Linked DNA regions of Mus musculus: region 1 is linked to region 2. The links are chromatin contacts, called in public HiChIP or PLAC-seq maps. All regions are on one chromosome and are shown on one strand. The core of a region is the stretch at or near the end of the contact, and the rest is flanking DNA. Distances in the headings are between cores, read along the strand shown. Region 1 overlaps Apba2 (amyloid beta (A4) precursor protein-binding, family A, member 2). Region 2 holds the start of Klf13 (Kruppel-like factor 13).

Region 1 (3,999 bases), core at 1,264-3,763, 800 kb before region 2:
GAATGCCCACCTTGATGATGCCCTGGCACGTAGCCAGGGGCAGCCCCACCAGGCTGGTGCCGTTGATGGACATGATCTGGTCCCCAATGCTCAGCTTCCCTGAGCGAGCCGCTGGGCCGCCGTTCATCATGTTCGCCAGGATCACAGTGGGCAGGATGGAGCCCCAGCCCGATTCCACGACCACCACACCCAAAATCTCACCCTTGTGCTTCTCTAGCTGCAGCTGCAGGAGAAAGGACAGTGTGAGAGGGCCCACTTGTGGGCAAGCACAGGGAAAGACTTGACAGGAGGGATTTGGTCCCGTGGCTCCTGTTCTGTCCTTAGGCAAAGGCCAGTTTACCTTGGCTAAGAAACACTTGGGCCCGAGAGGACTACCTTTCCTCTGGGCTCACCCCACCCTGGCTTCCAACACTATCTGGGACCCAGGAGTATTCTGGGAAATGAGAAGTATAGAGTCCCCTCTCCTGCCATGCTCTAAGGCCTTGGAGCTCTCCCACCCACCAAACCCTAGGAGGCCAGAAGATGCCCTCTGGTGTCTACTCCACGATCTTGCCCTTACTCTCATCCTGAAATAAATTTTCTTTGCCTGATTAGAAAGCTATCTGCCACCCATCCAAGAAGCCAGGATTGGGCACGCACTCAACAAGAATCCAGGATAATTCATTCACTCACCCTCATAGACACACAAAAGCATTCATTCACTAGTTCCCCTATGAGCACATTCATTCATTCCAAAGCCCCCAGGGAAAGCTTCTAGGATCGGCTAGGGCCTCTGCAACCGGCAATTTCAGAACTTCCCTGCCGACGCACCCAAGCTCCCTATTTTAAAGATGCCTCCCACGAGCTTTGCAGAAATATCTCCTAGTGCTGAGCCCAGTGGATGGAGACAACAACATTAAAAGGCACATTTTCAGGGTTACTAAGACTGATTGAAATCTTTGTCTCTGTAGCAAGTATCTCATCTCATATCTAAGTGCATACCTCCAAGGCAGTACCAAGGCATGCCCCGAGGGTCCCTGTGCTGGACACACTGGTGTGAGGAAGGAAGCCTTGCTCTCATCTTTGCCTGGTGAGCTGAGATGGGGAGGCACTGAGATAGCCCCCACATCCCAGCTGCCTAGCCCATCTCCGAGAGGGTTCATTTTGGAGGGCAAAGTCGAGCAGAGAAAGTTTTGGAGGCCCCAGCCGATGTGGCTTACCTCCTTGCAGTTCTCTGAGTTTGAGAAGTGGATGAGGTCGTCATTATACATCTCTTGGGTATTTATGATGTCGCTATATTCCTTCTGGCTCAGGTCTTCGGGGTTGATGCCATTGGCCCTCAGGAACTCCTGGTAAGCCACGCTGAAGGCCTGCCCAATGGACTGGGCGATCAGCTGGGCCTGTGGGAAGGAAGAAAGGCATGCTAGACCAAAGCACGGACACAGGCTCCACTAGGGGTCCATAAACCTTCATAGGGGTCCTCGTTTGGACTTAAAAGACTGAGGGAGTGACTGTGAGCTCTAGGCTGGCAGAAAGCTGTCTGCCACTTACACCCCGCCTCAGGCCACCATGATGAGCCTCTCTGCTGTCCCTGCTACTTCATGTCCAGACACTGGGACAAAGCAAGGTTTTTGTAAAATCACAGAAAATGGTGCTTGCTAAATATCAGACTTTCTTGCTTTAATTAGAAACTGTAATGTATTCTTATTTTTACCTATTTTATTCTAAAAAAAAAAAAAGACCCAAAAAACAGAACTGAGGCCCCACTCCAACCCCAGAAGTATCACATACATGGTTAGCTGTCTGTTTTATCCCCCCAGAAGTACAAAACCTAAACATAAGGAGACGAGTGCGTGTACTACATTGCTATGATATGAGACGGTGTGCAAGCTGAGGGTTACAGGACCTGGGACCCAGAGCAGACTCCACGCCACTGGGGACATTACTTCTTTCTATGCCAGCAGAAAGAAGCCTACGGAGGCCTGGACACTGATAAGAGATAGCAGGGCCTTCCTGCCTGCAGTGTAAATGGGACAGTGGGAGGCAGGCTCTAAGGTGGACATCTCCTTAACCACATCAAGCATGCTCCAAGCTGTGCAGCCTCAGGAAGGTGTGGAAACTCTCAGTGCATAGGAAAACCAACATCCCCCTCCCTTGCCCCAACCTCCCTGCTGTGTAAGCCCCACCCAGTCCAAGTCCTCCTTATGTCCCTCCTCCCACACACCGGCCATTGAGGGGCCTCTGCCAGGTAACCCTGAAAACCTTGGTTCAGTATGTTTTGAGAACAAAGGGGCTGGCTTCAATTCTTTTCTCCCTCTGCACAATATGTGATTTAGGTGCTTTTAAATGAGTAAGCTCATCTAAAATTAAGCTGGGCTGGATCACATCTTAGCATGAGGTAGAGGGCTTGCTTTAAATATGGACTGATTCTAGGTTGAACTGCCTGCCCAAATCAGACCTGAACAGCTCAGAGAAAGGATGCCGCAATGCTCTCACTGTTCCCACATCTGCATGCTAGCAGCGGGTGGATGTGGTGGCCCATCAACCACTAGGTGGCGCTGTTGGCTCAGATAAGGAAAGCAGCATTTGAGGGTCTCTCAGTAGTAAACCTGCAAAGTGGTGACTTTGGAAACCACAAAGGAGGGAAGGTCTTAGAGAAGAACCACAGATTGGAGGGGCTGCCCTAACTGATATCTCAGTGCCCCAGCCTCCAAACCCTGTGTCTCCACCTGGGAAGGGCGGAATGACTGCATCAGACGTCTTCACCATGAAAGCTCCAGACTGGGTTCTTCCCACCTCCCATCCTCCTACCTCCTCTTCTTGCAATATTATGCCTCCTCCTCCTCTCCCTATGGAAATGCCCCGAGACTTAAGTCAGCTAACACATTAGAATGATCACCCTCTTCAAGAACAATCCATGGAGTTTGTACTTCCTGCTGTCTCTGCTTTCCCCTTTTGTCCCTACCTCCCCTTACTGTCTCCCACCTGCCCTTACTGTCCCCACATCTCCCCTCCCCCCACTGCCTTCCCACCCTGCCCCTTGCCCTTGTGTCCTTGGTTCCCTCCTGCCAGAACAGGAGCCAATTCAAAGCCAATTCACTAGCTAAGGCACAATGCCAGCCCATCCAACAGGCGTCTCTTGCCTGTTCCAGCTCACAGCCAGGCCTGTGGGCACAGGCTGCTAAAGACCCCATATGGCCCGAGGGGTAGGTGCAGGAGCCTTGGTGCCTGGTGGCCTCCTGCAGGTGGGAAGAGGTCATGCCTAGCATTACTCTTCCTGGCTCTGTCACCTCCATAGCAACATCCACTCTTCCTTTATCCCTAGAGCACTGAGTTCTGCCTTGCAGAGGGCTACCCAGGACACAGCAGGACAGGCTACCATCATGTCCTCTCTCTCAGCAGCTGCTCCGGGTACCTGACATTGATGGAACACTTTTCTCTCACTCCTTCACGTCTATGTAACTTGGGTTCTACCTTCACTGAGTCCCAAAGATGTCTGCACCAGCTGAACCAGGGCTCCTCACATGCTTGGCTCCTCCACAGTCTGCACGTGAGCCTTACTTGATGACTCTTGCTCGCTCTCCCTATCACTCGACACTCACCACACTGGCGCTCGGAGACATCCCCAAACTCCCAGCCATAAAAACATGCCTGCCTGTCTGTCCACAGATCTCCATGCAATGGTGGGAAGTGTAAGACTGTGCACCGTCTGGTAGGGCTATACAGAAATACTGGTCTGTATAAAACACCCCTTGCTCCAAAGCACTTTCCACTGATGCCTTAGAAAATAAGGAACACGGTCCTCACACACTGCTTTGAACCTTGCTTTCAGATGAAGATTCCCTCCTGGGTTTCAGATCGTGAAATGTATGGATCCTACACTGACGTTTGTGAGTCCTTCGGTGACCAAGCATGCCTTGGCCCCTTGGGTGATTCCTGATGTCACAATATTGCCACCATTGACAAAAGCTTGGGATGGCCTCTTCACAGAAGGAATAGGTCAACAGAGAAAAGATAACA
Region 2 (3,465 bases), core at 261-2,760:
ACAGCAGCCCAATGGTGTGGAAATTCAGGGTGTGTGCTCACACTCGGGGTGTTCAAACGTTAACCTAAAGTTTCACAACTGAAAATTCCAAATTGTTCAGTTTCCTCAATTATCAGAAATCAAAGTCTTTTCTATTTTAGGCTCCCATTTAACTTGGGGAAGAACTTGAAATCAGAGCCATGGTTCTTAATTTTCACCAGTAGTGAGGTGACTGACCCTTCTTTAGCTCACTGGGGTCGACCAACCGGCAGTCGGGTCTCCCTGACTTGGTGGCTGACTTATTTTAAGGTATCATCCACAATGAAAAGGAGAGGCTGCTGATCCTACCCTCACAGGTCAGAGGCCAGTTGCGGCCAAAGTCTTTTGAGTGTGTTAAGATTGGTTCAAAGGCAGTTGGAAGCTACGGGTCTCTCTGATGATGGCCTAGTGTTCAGAGAGGAAAGAACATGAATGTGTGTCTAGACTTTAGAGCAAGGTGGCCTAGTTGGAAGGCCCCGGCAGGACGCAGCGGAGCATTTCCTTCAGAGGCCCAGACAGTGGATGGGTGGGGCGCCCTGGGCGGGGTCCTCGCAGCTGGTGGTGTTTGAAGCCTCCAGGACCGCGGTGGGAGAGGGGCGGCCTGGAGAAGTTGGCAGCAGGCCTGGGGCAGGAAGGGGGAGGAAGGGGCCCCGTGTTCCCTGAACAGCCGCGACCGCAGCCCCAGCACGTAGCTCACTCCCTCAGCATTGGCAGTGGTGGGTCCTGCATCAGCCAGGTTAACATAGGCTCAAGGGCAGTTCGGCCGCGCGGGGGCGGGGCGGCCCCAGTGGTGACAAGGCTCGGGCCAAGGTTGCGTAGAGAACCGGAGCTCAATAGGAGCGGGGTGAGGAGGTGGCTGGAGATGGGCAATGCAAACCCGGCCACCAGAGAACTCCGCTGCGGTGGGGTGAGGCTCGGTAATGTCCCGCCCATAGGCGAGGTCGGCCGCTTAGGTCCCATAGGGACCGATACGCCACCTTGCCCGCACTCCCGGCGGGCGGAGCGACCACAGGGTGTCTTGCTCAGTGTTGCCATCCTCGTGCCACCCACTGCTGCCTGCTCACAAAAGCTCTGGCATGGAAAGGGCCGGCGGGGTTCCCGCTGCGGGAGGCACGCGCCCCAGCCCTGCGCCGCTACACAGCGGCCCGCCACCCTCGGACGTCATGCGTCTGCGCGCCGCGCGCCCGGCTCCGATTTCCGCCCCTCCTCTTGCAGGCCCAGGGGCACGCCCACTGGCGCGCGCAGGTCCCGCGGCCAGTAGAACCCTCTCGAGGACCGGATTGGCTGCATAAAGTACTCAAGAGCCAATGGAGTTCGCGTCTACCACTGGCCACGCCCCTCCTGAGGCGCTCCAGGCTCCCCGCCCCCTTCGTGCGCGCTGCTCCCTGCGGCCGCTGCCGCCTGTAACCTGCGCCGCCAGGATGTGGCTGGGGGCTGACGTCGGGTCCAGATGTGGCCCCGGCCCCGCCCACCCCCGGGGCCGGTCCGCCCACACCGAGCCGCGGCGCGCACGGAGGCTGTCCCGCCTGCCACAATGCACGGTGGAACTGCGACCACAACTTGCAGGGGTCGTGCCTAACGTCGCCTCCGCTCGACGTCCCTAAGACAGGCCGACTCTGACGCCGCACGCGGACCCTCCTTACTGGAGCCCCCCATGCGCTCACCCTCCAGTGCCCGGCCAGGCGGACGCGGAGCCGCGCGGGTGACGGCAGAAGCGGCTACGCGCCCAGCCTAGCCCAGCCCAGCCCAGCCGGAGAAGAGGGCGCGCCGCGCCCCCGCCCCCCGCCGCTCCCGGAGGCCGTGGGTGCGGATGCGCCGCTGACGACTCCTGCGAGAGCACCGCGCGCCCTAGCCCGCAGCATGGCAGCCGCCGCCTATGTGGACCACTTTGCCGCCGAGTGCCTCGTGTCCATGTCCAGCCGCGCAGTCGTGCACGAGCCGCGGGAAGGACCTGAACCCCGGCCCGAGGGCGCGGCCGCCGCCGCCCCCACACTGCCCCGCGTTGACGAGCGCCGCGACGGCAAGGACAGCGCCTCGCTTTTCGTGGTGGCTCGGATCCTAGCGGACCTCAACCAGCAGGCGCCGGCGCCCGCCCCCGCGGAACGCAGAGAAGGGGCCGCTGCGCGCAAGGCGAGGACCCCCTGCCGCCTGCCGCCTGCGCCCCCTGCGCCGCCACCCGGCCCAGAGCCCGCCTCCCCGGGACAAGCAGGCGCGCCGGCCGCGCCCCCCAGCCCCGCGTGGAGCGAGCCGGAGGCGGCATTGGAGCAGGAGCCCGGCCCCGCGGGGAGCGGCGAGCCTGGCCTCAGACAAAGGGGTCGGCGAGGCCGGAGCCGCGCGGACCTCGAGTCCCCGCAGAGGAAGCACAAGTGCCACTACGCGGGCTGCGAGAAAGTTTACGGGAAATCTTCGCACCTCAAGGCGCACCTGAGAACTCACACAGGTCAGTGGGGCGGCGGGGACGCCGCGAACGCGCGGACTAGGGACTGCTTGGGACCGGCCACGCCCCCAGAGCTTCGGGCCCAGCGCTAGAGGGGGCCGGGGCCGAGGGCGGGGAGCCATGAGCTGAGGGCGATCGCAGCCGCGCCCCTGTCCTGGCGCTCTGGCCTCGCGTGACGCTGGCCGTGGCGCTTGGAGCCGGCGCCCTCTCGGCGACCGCGCCCCCATCGGGCACGCCCCCTCCCAGGCTCTTGGGGCGGGGCCGCGGGGGTAGATGTCGTCATCCGGGCTGCGGGCGGCGCGGGCAGGTGCGCTAGAGGTGGTTGGGGGGGGGGGCAGGCGGCGCTCCCTTTTGGGGCGTAGGTGCTCGGGGAGCTGGAGTCTCGCCACCCCTCTTCCCAGGCCTCCGGGCGGGCTCTGGCGAGGGAGGGGCCGGCTGGGGCGGGCGAAGTTCACGCGGGGACAGGGCTCCCTTCAGCCACTCGGCACATTCTTCGTTCTCTTCTTCCTGTAATTTTTCCAGGGCTCTAAGGTTTAATTTGTCGCAACCCGACCCAGCGGCGGCGCTGGCCGACGCGGGGGGCGGTCCCAGTCCTCGCTCCCTACCCCACGGCTCTTTGTGGGAGCCCCAGCCCATCCGGCCGGCGGGGGCGCGCCCGGCCGCAGGGGGCTGCGCTTGCTCTAGGAAGGCGCGCTCCGTTCACTGACCTTTCTGATCCAACTCTCACTTGCTCTTGGGCTGTGTGCAGGCAGGTGGCACCTGTACCAGGGCGGCCGGCCTGAGCCTGAAACCTGGGATGGCGTGAGGTCACTCGCCTCTCTGGTTTCCGGGGACCGCTTCGCAGCTCGACTCTTGGTAGTTGATGTCGAAGTCCGACTTCCCCCCTCCATTTTTGGTGTTAACACAAACATTTAGGGTTGGTTGGGGTTTTTTTGTTGTTGTTTTTTCCTTTTTTGAGCTCACAGAAACTCTTTCGTAACAGTTAACTCTCAAGTTCACTGCAAAAAATA

Evidence for each region. HiChIP or PLAC-seq counts read pairs in DNA pulled down with a chosen protein or histone mark.
Region 1: a contact with region 2 is called in an H3K4me3 HiChIP or PLAC-seq map of forebrain, with 7 times the contacts expected there. The contact joins the enhancer-like site here to the promoter of Klf13 in region 2. A contact is called at or near these places in 6 of 39 promoter capture datasets (the 3T3-L1 cell line, embryonic stem cells, hippocampal neurons and 2 more) and 10 of 115 datasets of contacts at active chromatin or transcription factors (astrocytes, embryonic forebrain, embryonic hindbrain and 6 more).

Annotation. Positions count from the first base shown.
Region 1 is chr7:64,740,640-64,744,638 of GRCm38.p6, reverse strand. Apba2 (amyloid beta (A4) precursor protein-binding, family A, member 2) reads right to left here. Exons shown (of 15, transcript NM_001291166.1): 11 at 1,200-1,379; 12 at 11-223. Among named protein-coding and RNA genes, the nearest start is that of Nsmce3, 130 kb to the left of the region's middle. Within about 2 kb of position 2,513, at least 18 of the 459 cell types and tissues checked have an H3K27ac peak or open chromatin away from gene starts, as enhancers often do. A contact at or near this core is called in forebrain, where this site is marked.
Region 2 is chr7:63,936,960-63,940,424 of GRCm38.p6, reverse strand. Klf13 (Kruppel-like factor 13) reads left to right here and starts at 1,510. Exons shown (of 2, transcript NM_021366.3): 1 at 1,510-2,458. The coding sequence starts at 1,879.